Regions from separate parts of the Zea mays genome. Here region 2 is linked to region 1. A link is a contact called in public Hi-C data. All regions are on one chromosome and are shown on one strand. Each heading gives the region's core, a stretch centred on a gene start, on an enhancer-like site or on the middle of the called end of the contact. The rest is flanking DNA. Distances are from core to core; before and after follow the strand shown. Region 1 has its middle 190 kb from the start of LOC111591353. Region 2 holds the start of LOC103653328 (1-phosphatidylinositol-3-phosphate 5-kinase FAB1B).

Region 1 (6,730 bases), core at 3,054-5,553:
CAATGCTCAGCTCTAATCATCCTCTTTGGTAAGCCTTACACTTCACGTGAGCTCCCACCTTTGGCGAGTTCATGCACATTATTCCCCACAACTTGTTGAGCGATGAACGTATGTGAGCTCACTCTTGCTGTCTCACACCCCCCCCACAGGTCAAGAACAGGTACCGCGGGATGAGGCGCAAGGAGGATGATGTGACGATTTCGTGAGAGGTCTAGGCCGTCGTCTCCCAGTCAACTTTGGTTTGCTGGACCGTTGTCTCCGTATAATGTAATAATTTATTTATTTTGTACAGAACTCCTATTATATAGTAAAGATGTGACATTCGATCCTGTGCCATGATTCATCATATGTGTGAGACTTGGTCCCAGCACACCTGGTGATTATGTTCGCGCCCGGGTCTTGGTGCCCCGAAACCCGGGTGTGACAACTGTCCGGTGTGCTACCGGACTGTCCGGTGTGCCAGGGGAGCAACGGCTAACTCGCGCAATGGTCGACTGCAAAAGCTGATAACAGATGAACAATGAAGAACAGTGCGCGTAGAGTCAGAGGCGCACCGGACAGTGAACAGGACCTATCCGGTGTGGCACCGGGCTGTCTGATGTCACAAGAAGACAACCGCGCCAACTGTCGACTGCTCTCGAACTCTAACAGTTGGGTGTGTGGCAGCGCACCGGACTGTGCATTGCGCCCATCGCCAGCAGCCTTTTCCAACGGCTTCTTGGTGGTTGAGGGCTATAAATACCCCCCTAACTACCACAACTCCAAGCATCCAAGTTTTCTGAAGTTCTCATTCAATACAAGAGCTAGTGCATTCACTCCTAGACACAATTCAAAAGATCAAAGCCTCTCCAAGTCGCAAATTCATTCCAACCACCTAGTGACTTGAGAGAGTGTGTGTTCGTGTTCATTTGCGCTCTTGTTGCTTGGATCACTTTCTTCCTTCCTCATTCTTGTTCCAAAGTGACTTGTAATCAAAGCAAGAGACACCTAAGTGTGTGTTAGTCCTTGCGGGATTTAAGTGACCTATTTGATTAAGGAGAAAGCTCACTCGGTCTAAGTGACCGTTTGAGAGAGGGAAAGGGTTGAAATAGACCCGTTCTTTGTGACCTCCTCAACGGGGACTAGGTTCTTTAGAACCGAACCTCGGTAAAACAAATCACCGTGTTCATTCACTTGATTTCCATTTGATTTGTTTCCCCTCTCTCCCAGACTTGATTTAAGTTCTAACGCTAACCCCAGCTTGTAGTGTGTGTTTAAAGTTGTAAATTTCGTATTACGCCTATTCACCCCCCTCTAGGCGACTTTCAAAGGGATTGGGGATGTCCTTCATCAATCCGGCACCCCATAGAGTTTGTGAGTAAATCTTTGGGTCCCTGACACTAAAGTTTGTCGACATATGAAAAAGAATGACTTGCAATTCTTCTAGTTGTGGACCATCGGCGCTCCTACCTGATGAGCACGAAGTTTATAATTAGACCGACCAAAAAAGCTTGGTTCATTTGGATGATCAACTCCTTACAACACCTTGGCAACAGAAAGCATTGACCAAATTGTTAGGCTTAAGGTATCAAATCTGCTACAAAAAGGGCATGAAAATCGTGTGGCAGATGATTTGTCTCACCTGCCTATAGCACAAGTGCTAGCCTTATCTGTGCTGAAATCGACATGGCTGCAAACAGTAGCATAAGCCTATGCTGGTCACACTAATACAACACATATTCTCCAGTCCCTTGTTGTTCACTTACCATTTGGGTTGTATGTGTTGAAAGATGGTCTCATTCTGTACAAGAACAGACTACTGTTGTTGGCTCAATCTGAATTCTCGTTGAAAGTCTTTCAGACCCTCAACAATGCACCAATTGGAGGCCACTCTGGATTCTTAGTGACATACCAAACGATAAAGAAATTGTTTGTTTGGGTAGGCATGAAAAAGATGATACGACAATGGTGTACGCAGTGCTCCACCTGCCAACAGGCAAAATATTAACGGATTCACTACCCATGACTTCTTCAACCATTACCCATTCTGGAGGGTGCCTGTCAAGTGGTCCCAATGGACTTATAGAAGGTCTTCCAACCTTGGACCACTCTAACTACATAATGGCCGTTGTTGATAAATTTTCCAAGTACAATCACTTTGTGCCCCTTCATCACCCATTTACAGCTCTCAGGGTAGCTCACAAATTCGTGGACCATATCTTCAAACTGCATGGTTTCCCACAAGCTTTGATTTTGGACAGAGACCGTATCTTTACGAGCATTATGGAAGGAATTGTTTCAGTTGGCAGGTGTGGAGTTGCGTTTTACAACAACTTATCACCCCTAGTCAGATGGTCAAACAGAGAGAGTGAACCAATGTTTGGAAACCTACCTCCACTGTTTTACTCATGCCTGTCCTTCGAAGTGGAAACACTGGCTTTCGTTGGCAGAGTTCTAGTATAACACTAGTTACCTCCTTGAAGCTTACCCCTTTCAAAGTTTCATATGGATATCCCCCAGACACTTTGGTATATATATCAGGGATTCTTGTATTGTCCCCTCTCTTTAGGAATGGTTAAATGAAAGAAATCTTATGACTCAATTGGTCCAACAGCAACTAGCCAGAGCTCAGCATCATCAGAAACAACAGGTCGATCGCCACCATTCTGACAGAAACTTTGAAGTAGGCGATTCGGTCGACCTGAAATTGCAGCCATTTGTCCAATCTTCCTTGGTCAAACAGACAAATCACAAGCCCGCATTCAAGCACTTTGGTCCCTATCCTGTGGTGCAAAAAGTGGGCAAAGTAGCATTCAAATTGGAACTCCCAGCCTCTTCATCCATCCACCTAGTCTTCTATGTATCTCTATTGAAGAAAGCAATCGGTCCAGATGTTCCTGTAAGTTCTACCTTACCTCCATTGTCTGAATCCTTGCAGAAACCATAGATGGTGTTGCAGCGACGCACAATCCACACACCAAAAGGGGAGGTCACTCAGCTGCTCATCAAATGGGCATCTTGGCCAGAGGAGCTCGCGACATGGGAGGACGAGCCAACCTTCATCACCAGGTTCCTAAACACGTGGCTTGTGGACAAGCCATCTCTCAATGAGAGGGGGATGTCACAGCGCTAGAGGAGTCCAATGTAACAACCAGGCCATGAAGGATGATTAAGCCCAATACCAAGGTGAATGGGCCAGAATGGACCAAATAACGTGCCCTTTTCTTTTTTTGGTAAAGTGGCATGTAAATAAGAGATGAGAGGGGAGTTTTGAGAGAGGAGGTAGAGAACGAACTAGAAACCTGAACCCGACTGCGTCCGGCTGTTGGCGGCTTCGCCGTCTATAAGAACTCCAAAACCCCATATTCATCCAATGCTTACGTGAGAAGAAACGAGTGTTGGGAGCGGTGCTCACCTTTGCCATATCATCGGTGTCCTCACAAAGACACAAATCTAGCTACTAAATGACTCAACAAGTGACATTCTTGTGTGAAAACAGAGAGTCAAACTCAAGACCTGTAAGTCCCATCTAAGCAAATTGGTATTTGCGGTGGAGGAAGAAGGATCGATGACATGCATTCTGTGACCCCTTCCCAATTCATGGTCATTGAGTCAACCTATTTGCCTCCAACCCATATGCCTGAAGGTTGTGTGCACTGTGTCATTTTAGGTTCAGTTTCAGCTTGTTTTGCCATTAGAATTAATTTGTTGTAGGTTCCTACATTGCAGGTGACACTGAATTCGTAATTTTTAGTTTATGTCATATAGTAACTCTTCATGATAAAAATGTCTATTTAATATTTGGTTATTTCTTCATCTCACAAATTATGTTGGAGTCCATAAGCAGCCCGCTTTTAGCTTGCTAACAATGAGCGGTCCGCTTCTATTATCTCTTCATCTCTTTCTTCCATACCACTGTAAATTAGACATGACATCTTTTACATCTCACATACATCACCTTATTATACTTGTTCTGGGTTGTAGTCTGTATACCTAAAGTAATCTGACTCAAATCCGAAAGAAATTTAGCCGATTAACGACTGCTCACTCCCAAGAAATAATGAGTACATAGAATACAACCCCTAGGAAAACAAAGACAAAATAACTAAAAAATGAAGAAAAAAATGCATATGCGACGAGCCGCACTCGACAATCCAGATCTCTCGTTCGAAGTGGGCCTGGCTTTTCTAGGTAATTGGTGCGCACGGGCTCTGGAAGCAAACAAGCATGGGCTTGCAGGCTGGCAGCACAGCTGCACAGGCCTCTCCCAACTCCCAGCTAACGAGCCAATGGGTGCATGTGTATCATTGTTCTGTGGCTTCTGATTTCAATTCTCTCAAATGTTTTTTTGGGCCCTAGAACACTTGAGGACTGACTGAGGTGCCAACGCAGACAGTAACAGCTCAATTTCAGAGCATCAATGATTGGCGCCAAAATATATATCCACGGCAAGTACAAAAAGGATTCCAGGCTATCGAACGAGCTAGACTAGCAGTGCATCATCTATACATGCATGGGATGGAAATCACTGAACTGCTAATCTCACGAAGCAAACAAAATAAATAAATGAATGCCCGAAAGGCCCACCCACCCTTGCCAAGCTCACTTTCTTGTGGTGGATCATCTCGTCACTTGGCATCTCATGCACGATATATATACGATGGATCTGGTTCTGTGGCTGGAGAGAGTGGTGGATATATGTGACTGGCCAACCTGTCACTCATGTCTCGCCAGTGCTCCCAACGTCATCAAGCAACGAACTCAGGCCGTCTCTCGTCTGCGGAGAAGATGCCGCTGTACCGGTGAAAGTTGCTTTGGCCTGATGGTTAGGTACTTAATTACGTAAACCTTATCCCGGCCGGATTTGTTGTCTCCTATATATATACGACTTCTGCAGTTCTTTGATGTTGGGAAATGGATGCTTTAGAATTAAACTGGTCGAAGCTTAGGGATGTAACGGGTCGTTATGCTAGACGAAAAAGCCTATCTAATATTCACAGTTTGGTTTGGACCTATTCTTTTACATATAGCACATATGGTAAAAGTTACATTATAATAGAAATTATATTCTTATACATAACTTAAAGAGTCATCATTGTACGTTTCAAAAACAGAGTTGAAAGTGTTGATCTTATTTAGGGCTGTCTTCAGCAACGTCCCCTAAATTTCGTCCGCTAAAAGAATATTCTCTGTACTTTACAGAACACTCTAAAAGATTTTGTCCTCTATATTATCTCAGTCTCCAACAACGTTCCCTAAATTCGGTTCTCTAAAGCTACAGGGTTAACATACTTCATTTTGTCCATTTATTTGGTTTATAATTCATTTCTTTTCATTACACGCTAATTGAAATAAAACATGCACGGCAATAGTTTTTTAAAATTTATTAACAATTTTTGTTATCCGGACTTAAACATGTGTAGCATAATTTCTTCTCATTGTTTTTTATATTGCGGGAGATGGTGCTCGGATGATGTCGGAGATGTCCTTTGCATGTTCGTCCCGAGGTCCTTTGAATGGAAAGCATGTTCAGACCTGCGGCAGCACAGCAGCGCCACCGCCATCCACGGGAACAGTATATAGCGGGCGCTTGTATACCCGGCAAATGTAGCGGCTGAGGAAGAGTCGCTAAATTTTAGCGGACAGTATAGCGCACCTTGCTGGACGCTTACCGGACGTTTGTGTCTGCTATATTTGGTGGACAGGAGGCTTTACCGACCCTTGTTGGAGAGAGTCTAATATGGTATTGGGAGTTCAAAAGTTGCATGTTTAAACTATGTTATTTGCTTTAGTTTTCGAAACTGAAGTTTTATAGCAAGACCTAAAAGAAGGAACCTATTGAATTAGATTCAACTCCACTTGTTTTTGTCTTGTAGCCTAGCTCTACCTTTATAAACCAGACTTGTCGAAAATTAATTGTTCGACAGTATTTACATGGGATAGGTCATGTGATCGAAAGTTGAAGGTAATGGCACAAGAGATATGAAAAATTATACATGTTTCGGCTGGCGATGTGATATAATATTGTACGTCCTATTTATGACTTTGCTAGTGTCTACTGCAATGTGAGATGATCTTGCCCTCATGGGGATCCTCCGTCCCTCCATTTATATACCAAGGAGGGTCAATGGTTATAGGATAGGCATGAGTCGGTTATTGAGAGCACCTAGAGGGGGGTGAATAGGTGATCCTGTAAAATTCAACACTAATAGCCACAAAACTTAGTTATGAAAGTTAGAACGGCTAAGTAGCTTGAAGCGAGTTCTTGTGAACGCAGACAATCAAAGAGAAAGCACACAAGAGACACGCGATTTTTATCTCGTGGTTCGGCCAAGTAATACTTGCCTACTTCCACGTTGTGGCGTCCCAATGGACGAGGGTTGCACTCAACCCCTTTCAAGTGATCTGATGATCAACTTGAATACCACGGTTTTTCCTTTCTTACTCTTTCTCCCGTTTGCGAGGAATCTCCACAACTTGGAGCCTCTCGCCCTTACAATGATGATCACAAAAGAAGCACAGAAGTAAGGTAGGGAAGAGCTACGCACACAAGACACAAATCGCAACACAACTACGCACACAAGTCACAACTCGATCTCAAAACACAATGCACGGTGTTCACAACACAAATGGAGCTCAAGTCACTATCTCAAAGAATCGAATGCGTGAAGTTAGAGTCTTGAAGTCTTAGAATGTTTCTTGTAAGCTTGTGTAGCTCTTCCATGCGCCTAGGGGTCCCTTTTATAGCCCC
Region 2 (6,730 bases), core at 2,739-5,238, 530 kb after region 1:
TTCACTATAAACAGGGGATATGTTGAGGACCGCTCTTTCAAGAAGCTCAACCGAAGGTGCTTTTATTGTTTCAAAAAATACTTCCGAAGGTAAGGGCAGCCCCTGTGCTGCTGACTTAGCTAATAAATCAGCATATTCATTTTCTCCACGAGGAATATTTTTAACAGAAAAGCCTTCAAAGGAAGCATCAATCCTTCGGACCGTGTCTAAATATTTTTCAAGCTTCGGATCTCTTGCTTTATAACTTTTATCAATATGACTAGAAATAACTTGGGAATCAGTTTTTAGAACCGCCCTTCTGATTCCCATCGCCTTTAACTTCCGAAGGCCCAAAAGTAAAGCTTCGTACTCAGCAATGTTATTTGTGCAACTGAAATCAAGTCTTGTTGCATAGGAAGTTTTAACTTTGGAAGGTGCAACCAACACAGCAGCTGCTCCTGCTCCGAAGGTTCCCCAAGATCCATCGCAAAATACTGTCCAAACTTCAGCATCTTTATTCGTTTCTTCTTCCTGAGCCCCTGGCGTCCAGTCAGCAATGAAGTCTGCCAATGCTTGAGATTGAATCGAAGATCTATGCACATAATCAATACAGAATTCATTGAGCTCCGCGGTCCATTTTCCAACCCTTCCAGTGGCTTCTCTATTTCTCATAATATCCTTCAAAGGTTGTGAAGAAGGAACAACTATATTATATGCCTGAAAATAGTGCCGAAGCTTCCTGGAGGCCATTAAAACAGCATACAGTACCTTCTCCAACTCTGTGTAATTATTTTTTTGATAAACTAAGAACTTCTGATACAAAGTATATTGGAGCTTGCTTTTTGATTTGACCTTCAAGCTTCTCTTGGACAAGTGCTGCACTTACCGCTGAGTGCGAAGCTGCCACATATAACAACAGAGGAGCCCCTGGCGTTGGTGGAGTTAATGTTGTTAGGTCTATCAAATATTGCTTCAGCTCTTCGAAGGCTTTCTGCTGAACTGGTCCCCATTGAAAAACTTCAGCTGACTTCAGCACTTCGAAAAATGGTAAATTTCTCTCTGCTGATCTAGATATAAATCTGTTGAGAGATGCCAGTCTTCCTGTCAATCTTTGAGCCCCCTTTTTTGTACTTGGTGGCTCCATTCGAAGGATGGCTTCGATTTTATTTGGAATAGCTTCAATCCCTTTTGTTGAGACTAGACAGCCAAGAAATTTCCCTTTCTTCACTCTGAAGACACATTTTTCTGGGTTCAACTTTAAACCAGCCTGTCTAAAATTAGCGAAGGTCTCATGCAGATCAGCAATGTGATTATCTTGCTTCATGCTTTTTACAATGATATCATCAATATAAGTTAGCACATTTCTGCCTATCTGAGAATGAAGAACCTTCGCTGTCATTCTGCTGAAGCTTCCTCCAGCATTCTTGAGCCCCTTAGGCATCTGAAGGTAACAATATGTTTCACTAGGGGTTATGAAGCTGGTTTTTGGCTCATCTTCCTTCTTCATCCAAATTTGATGATAGCCTGAATAACAATCCAGCAGACTCATAAGCTCTGATGAAGCTGCTGCATCGACTAGAGAATCTATCCTCGGCAATGGAAACTCGTCCTTCGGACAGGCCTTGTTGAGATCAGTAAAATCAATACACATTCTCCATTTACCATTGGCCTTTTTTACCATAACAGTGTTATCCAGCCACTCTGGGTATTTTACCTCTCTGATAACTCTGGCACTAAGGAGCCTTTTTACTTCATTCCGAGCACCTTCGGCCTTGTCATCAGACATCTTCCGAAGCCTCTGCTTTCTAGGTCTAAAGGATGGGTCAACATTGAGCGAATGTTCAATAACATCTCTGTTGACTCCACAAAGATCATTGGCTGACCATGCAAAAACATCTTTGTTGTTGAACAGAAACCTTATCAAGGTTTTCTCCTGTTCTTCAGACAGTTGGGATCCCAATAACACTTTCTGCTCTGCTATGTCCTCACATAAAAGCATGGGCTTCGGCTGATCGGCCGAAGCAGCTTTCTCCCTTCTAAACTTGTACTGCTCACAAGCTTCAGCTCCATCTATGTTATGGATTGCCTTTGAGTCTGTCCAGTTTCCTTCGTCCCTTCTGGCAGCTTCCTGACTTCCATGAATGGCAATAGATCCTTGGTCCGAAGGTATCTTCATGCAAAGATATGTTGGATGAAGAATTGCTTCGAAGGCATTGAGAGTACCACGACCAATGATTGCATTGTAAGGGTATTCCATGTCAACAATGTCGAACACAACTTGTTCAGTCCTTGTGTTGTTAATGAATCCGAGGGTTACTGGCATTGTGATTTTTCCAAGTGCTACAATCTGCCTTCCTCCGAAGCCACAAAGGGGATGTGTGGCATCATGGATCTTGTCTTCGGGCTCTTGCATCTGTCTGAAGGCCTTAGAAAATATGATATCAGCTGCTGCCTGTATCAACCAAAACATTATGAACCAGAAATCCTTTGATCACACAAGAGATAACCATAGCATCGTTGTGTGGGTAATCCTTGAGCTGAAGATCCTCTTAAGAGAAGGTAATTGGAATGTGAGACCATCTTGACTTGATGAAGGGTCATTGTACCCCTACATGTTGTACTCTTCTCTGTGCCTCCTTCTTCTGTTTCTTGTTAGCCGGCTCTGAACATGAACCGCCTGTTATCGGGAGAATCAGCTTCGGAGCCGAAGCAGTTCCAGCTTGGTTCTTGAACAAAGCCATTGATTCAGGAAAGTGGAAGTGAGTTCACCGGAGGTGAGCGCCAATGTTGGGGACTTGTTCTCGAATGCTATGAATTAAGAACAAGGCAACATAAAATGTTAAATATCAATGCCCTTCGTCCGCTGAAGCATTATCTCCCCAAGGATTTAATGAACTTCGGACGAAGACCACGAGCGCCTTCGTAATTAAATTTACAAAAATAATACAAGGTAATATAAAATGTGAAACATTAAAAATAAATACATCGGAAATAAATGACATCATTTATATATCTTATTATATGAATCTAAGATGTTTGAACATAATATTTAGGTACATTTATACCTTTGCCTTGATAAACAATAATTCCCGAGTGATGCGTTTGCAATTACAGGAATGCGTGAACAGTAAAGGAATACTGTTCACTATTTATAGGCACAGGACACAACCTGTCAGGAATTACAATCATGCCCCTCATAAAAGTTTACAACGTTGACTCAGACCCTTATAGACTAAAAGGTCATTCTATCTTTAAGTTGGTTCGACCCTTCATCTTCGAATATGCTGTAATACTGAAGCTTCATGAATGGTACCTTTGGCATCACGTACAAGCAGCTTCAGCCGAAGCTGTTTCTTTCCGCAGGACCTTCGGCGACGAAGCATGGTCCCAACAATAATAATATAAGAACATGTAAAATATGGAACAACGCCCGCGCAGAAATAACTGGAGTCCGCAGTCTTGGCGTGGCAACAAAAATAATAACAACACTGTCGTCACTGAGCATCTTCAACAAAAGGTTCTATATAAATACATTATAATTTAAAAATAAATATATTTTATATTTTTAAGACACCAATAAAATATTCTACTATAATAGTAAAGCTCTAATTCTAAATTATAGGGTAGCCCACTAAGGTATAGTATATTTGATACACTTGAGAGGGTGTCCTATAAGTTTTGATAAAATTTTAGAAAATAAGACACCATTGAAGTAGTGTTTACTGTAGAGCCCTATATTTTAATTTGAAGCACTAGTTTGAGGTATTGTTGGAGATGCTCTTACAGTGCAAATGTGTCCTATAATATTATTTTTCTTTGAGTTAATTCATTTATTAATTATTATGCCCCAAAGGAAATTCACGATATAGCGTGGAATGAAACCAAATAAAAACAAAGGATAGTGAAACTCGAAAAGTCGAAATAGGTAGAGCCGGTGGCGCACAAAAAAGCAACTAAAAGCAGAAGGAATAAAATGAAAACATGTAAATCCAAATCAAGATAAAGTTTCGAAAAAAATGGAAAACGCGTCAGTTATCAATCTCCTCTCTCCCTTTCTATCTCCGTCCCCGTGAACCCGCACCCTCCAGCCTCCCGTGCTCCACTGGCGCCCTTCTGGAACCCTCAGCCCTCCTAATCTCAGCCGAAGTTATTAACCTCTTTTTTTCTTATATAGGCCAAATTAGTTCCCCTCCCGCGATTCCAAGGCTTTGCTCTTCGATCTCAGCCGCGCCGTGTTCTTCGCGGCGAGTTCGGAGCGTTGGTGCCCAATCCGTCGAGGTTGTGAGTTGCTTCCGCTGCTGCTACTGCCGCCGCCACCGCTGGTGTTAGTGATCTGATCTGGTGGGCGGATTGCGGCGCGGAGGTGGAATTGTTTTGGCTCTGGGGAAAGCTAGCTATGCGGATTGAGGCGTCGCCGGATTGAGCATGAGGGGCGGGGCTGCTGGCGGTGGCGGTGGTAAGCGTGGCGCGGATGATGGGATCGCCGGATGGGCGGCTCGTGGAGTTGTTCGGTGCGGTGAAGTCGTGGATGCCGCGGCGGGGCGACCACTCTCCGCCGCCCGCGTTGCAGTCGGACGCGGCGGCTGGGCAGCCGCTGCCGCATGACTTGTCGAGGGACTTCTGGATGCCGGACCAGAGCTGCCGCGTGTGTTACGACTGCGACGCGCAGTTCACCATTCTGAATCGGCGCCACCATTGCCGGCACTGCGGCCGTGTGTTCTGCGCCCGGTGCACGGCTAACTCTGTGCCCCGCTCGCCGGGGGACGCCGCGAGGGAGGACGGCGAGAGGATTAGGGTCTGCAATTACTGCTTTAAGCGCTGGATGGAGGAGGAACCCGCAGCGCGGGGGGCCGCTGCAGGGCAACAGCCGTCTAGCCCGTCTCTGTCTGCCGCTAGTGTTTGCAGTGACAAGTCCAGCTTCACTGGGACGAATGGGCAAATGTCGTCTTATGCGAATATTAGCTACTCCGAATTTCCGGTCCATGGAGAGGGCAACTGCGGCGAGGATGACGGCTATCGTGAGGAGCAGCAGCCTGCTATGGACCCCGCTCCAACCATGGAGCCTGCAGCTTACGCTGATAACTCGTCTGATCGATTCAACTTTTGCTTGCAGAGGTAAGGCTTTTCCATGATTCGTGCTTTGTCATTTAAGAAATTGGAACCTAATTTGTCTCAGTTCTATTGATAAGAAATGTTACTTTTTAATATAAGTTTACACAAGCATTGATTGACTGATTAGGAGCTTGGATCCCTGCTTGTGAGATGCTGTTGCATGTTATATATGTCTTGGGGGTAGAGGTGTAGGACAATGTTTAATTACTAGTTGAGCCATAATATTTTCTTTGTGGATTCTTTAACATAGAAATATCTGTTTTTGAACCCTTTGGATATTCTTTTGCATCAGGTTCATCTCTACCCTCAGCGACTATTAGCTAAAATTTTAAGTACATAACTGTTATTTGTACCAGCATATATGCTTTCTGGTTTCTGAGTTCTGTCATGTGCTCCTAGGCCAGCATGTATCAGGAGACTTGTTGAGCCACAAGATTTTTTTTCTGTGGATGCTTGGACATAGCAAGTCCTGGTATTTGCAGCTTTTGGATATGTTGTTTCGAAAGTGCTTGTCCACTTTGGTATTGGTATCAGGGCCTTTTAAGTACATTACCTCAAACTTTAGGATTCTACCATTATTTGGAGCTGCACTAACTCCTAGGGCCCAATCTCAAGTTTCTTTTAGAATTTGGGGGCCTAGCCCCTGCCTTAGATTAACCAAGATCATATCAGTTACAACATGCAGAGAATATCAGAAACAAAAATTCCCACAGACAAAGGAACATCAAGCACCCACAGAAACAGAAAAGGCAAAAAACACACCTTCCAATCCGCCTTGAGTTGAACTAGACTCAACTGCTTCCCTCGTTCCAAAGCTTTCTCCATATTGGAACAGTTCACCAGCATGTCCTCCACTTCAATTGGAACCAGACACCTGCTGCCTAGTCCTGCTCCCTAGTCATGAGCAAACTTGTACAAAAAACACTCCTTCTCTTTATTCACTTGATTCATCCACCGATCCACGCAGTCTGTGAGGTGTTGATGTTAAGAGCTTTACATTGTCCTTATCAGGTATCCACTCCTTCAAATGAAATATACTCAGTTTGGTTCATCATATCTATTGTGTGTTTACTTCATTTTGCCAAGGAATGTGCCTATTCTTTGGAAGAACAGTGATTTAGCTAAATTCATGGCGTTACATTGCAATGAGAATTTCATTTCTTGCATTATCTGATTTATCCCTAATAGCTCTAATGAATGGTAATATAGATCATAGGAATTTATTTGAATCCCAAGTTGCATTTGTGTTGTTAAATAACATTTACTTTGTGTTAGGAGTGACGACGAAGATGATGATTACACAGTTTTCCGTTCAGATTTGGAAGAGCAGCACATGCAAAATTCTGATAAATATTATGGACCTATGTATTTTGATGGACATCATGTTAGCTGTAGTGATGACGCAAAAGAATCTACATCCCCAAGGAAAAAATTGACAACCCTAGTTGATTCTTTGGGAGCAGATAAGAATGAAGATCATAACGTTGATGAGTGCTGTAATGCTCGGTCTTCTTCCATGTATAGCATGGAAGTGCTAGATAATGAGCCCGTAGACTTTGAAAACAATAGCTTACTTTGGGTAGCTCCAGAACCCGAGGACGGAGAGGATGATCACGATGGTGAACATGATGATGATGAG

What was found. A called contact is a pair of places that touch in the nucleus more often than the background predicts.
Region 2: a Hi-C map of ear shows a contact between it and region 1, with 4 times the contacts expected there. The contact joins the promoter of LOC103653328 here to the enhancer-like site in region 1. A contact is called at or near these places in 2 of 25 Hi-C or Micro-C datasets (ear and leaf).

What each region holds. Positions count from the first base shown.
Region 1 is chr4:64,789,893-64,796,622 of Zm-B73-REFERENCE-NAM-5.0, forward strand. No RefSeq gene overlaps it. Among protein-coding and RNA genes, the nearest start is that of LOC111591353, 190 kb to the right of the region's middle. Within about 2 kb of position 4,304, at least 14 of the 20 cell types and tissues checked have an H3K27ac peak or open chromatin away from gene starts, as enhancers often do. A contact at or near this core is called in ear and leaf, where this site is marked.
Region 2 is chr4:65,324,649-65,331,378 of Zm-B73-REFERENCE-NAM-5.0, forward strand. It overlaps LOC103653328 (1-phosphatidylinositol-3-phosphate 5-kinase FAB1B), which reads left to right and starts at 3,989. Exons shown (of 11, transcript XM_008680260.3): 1 at 3,989-5,094; 2 at 6,367-6,730. The coding sequence starts at 4,451.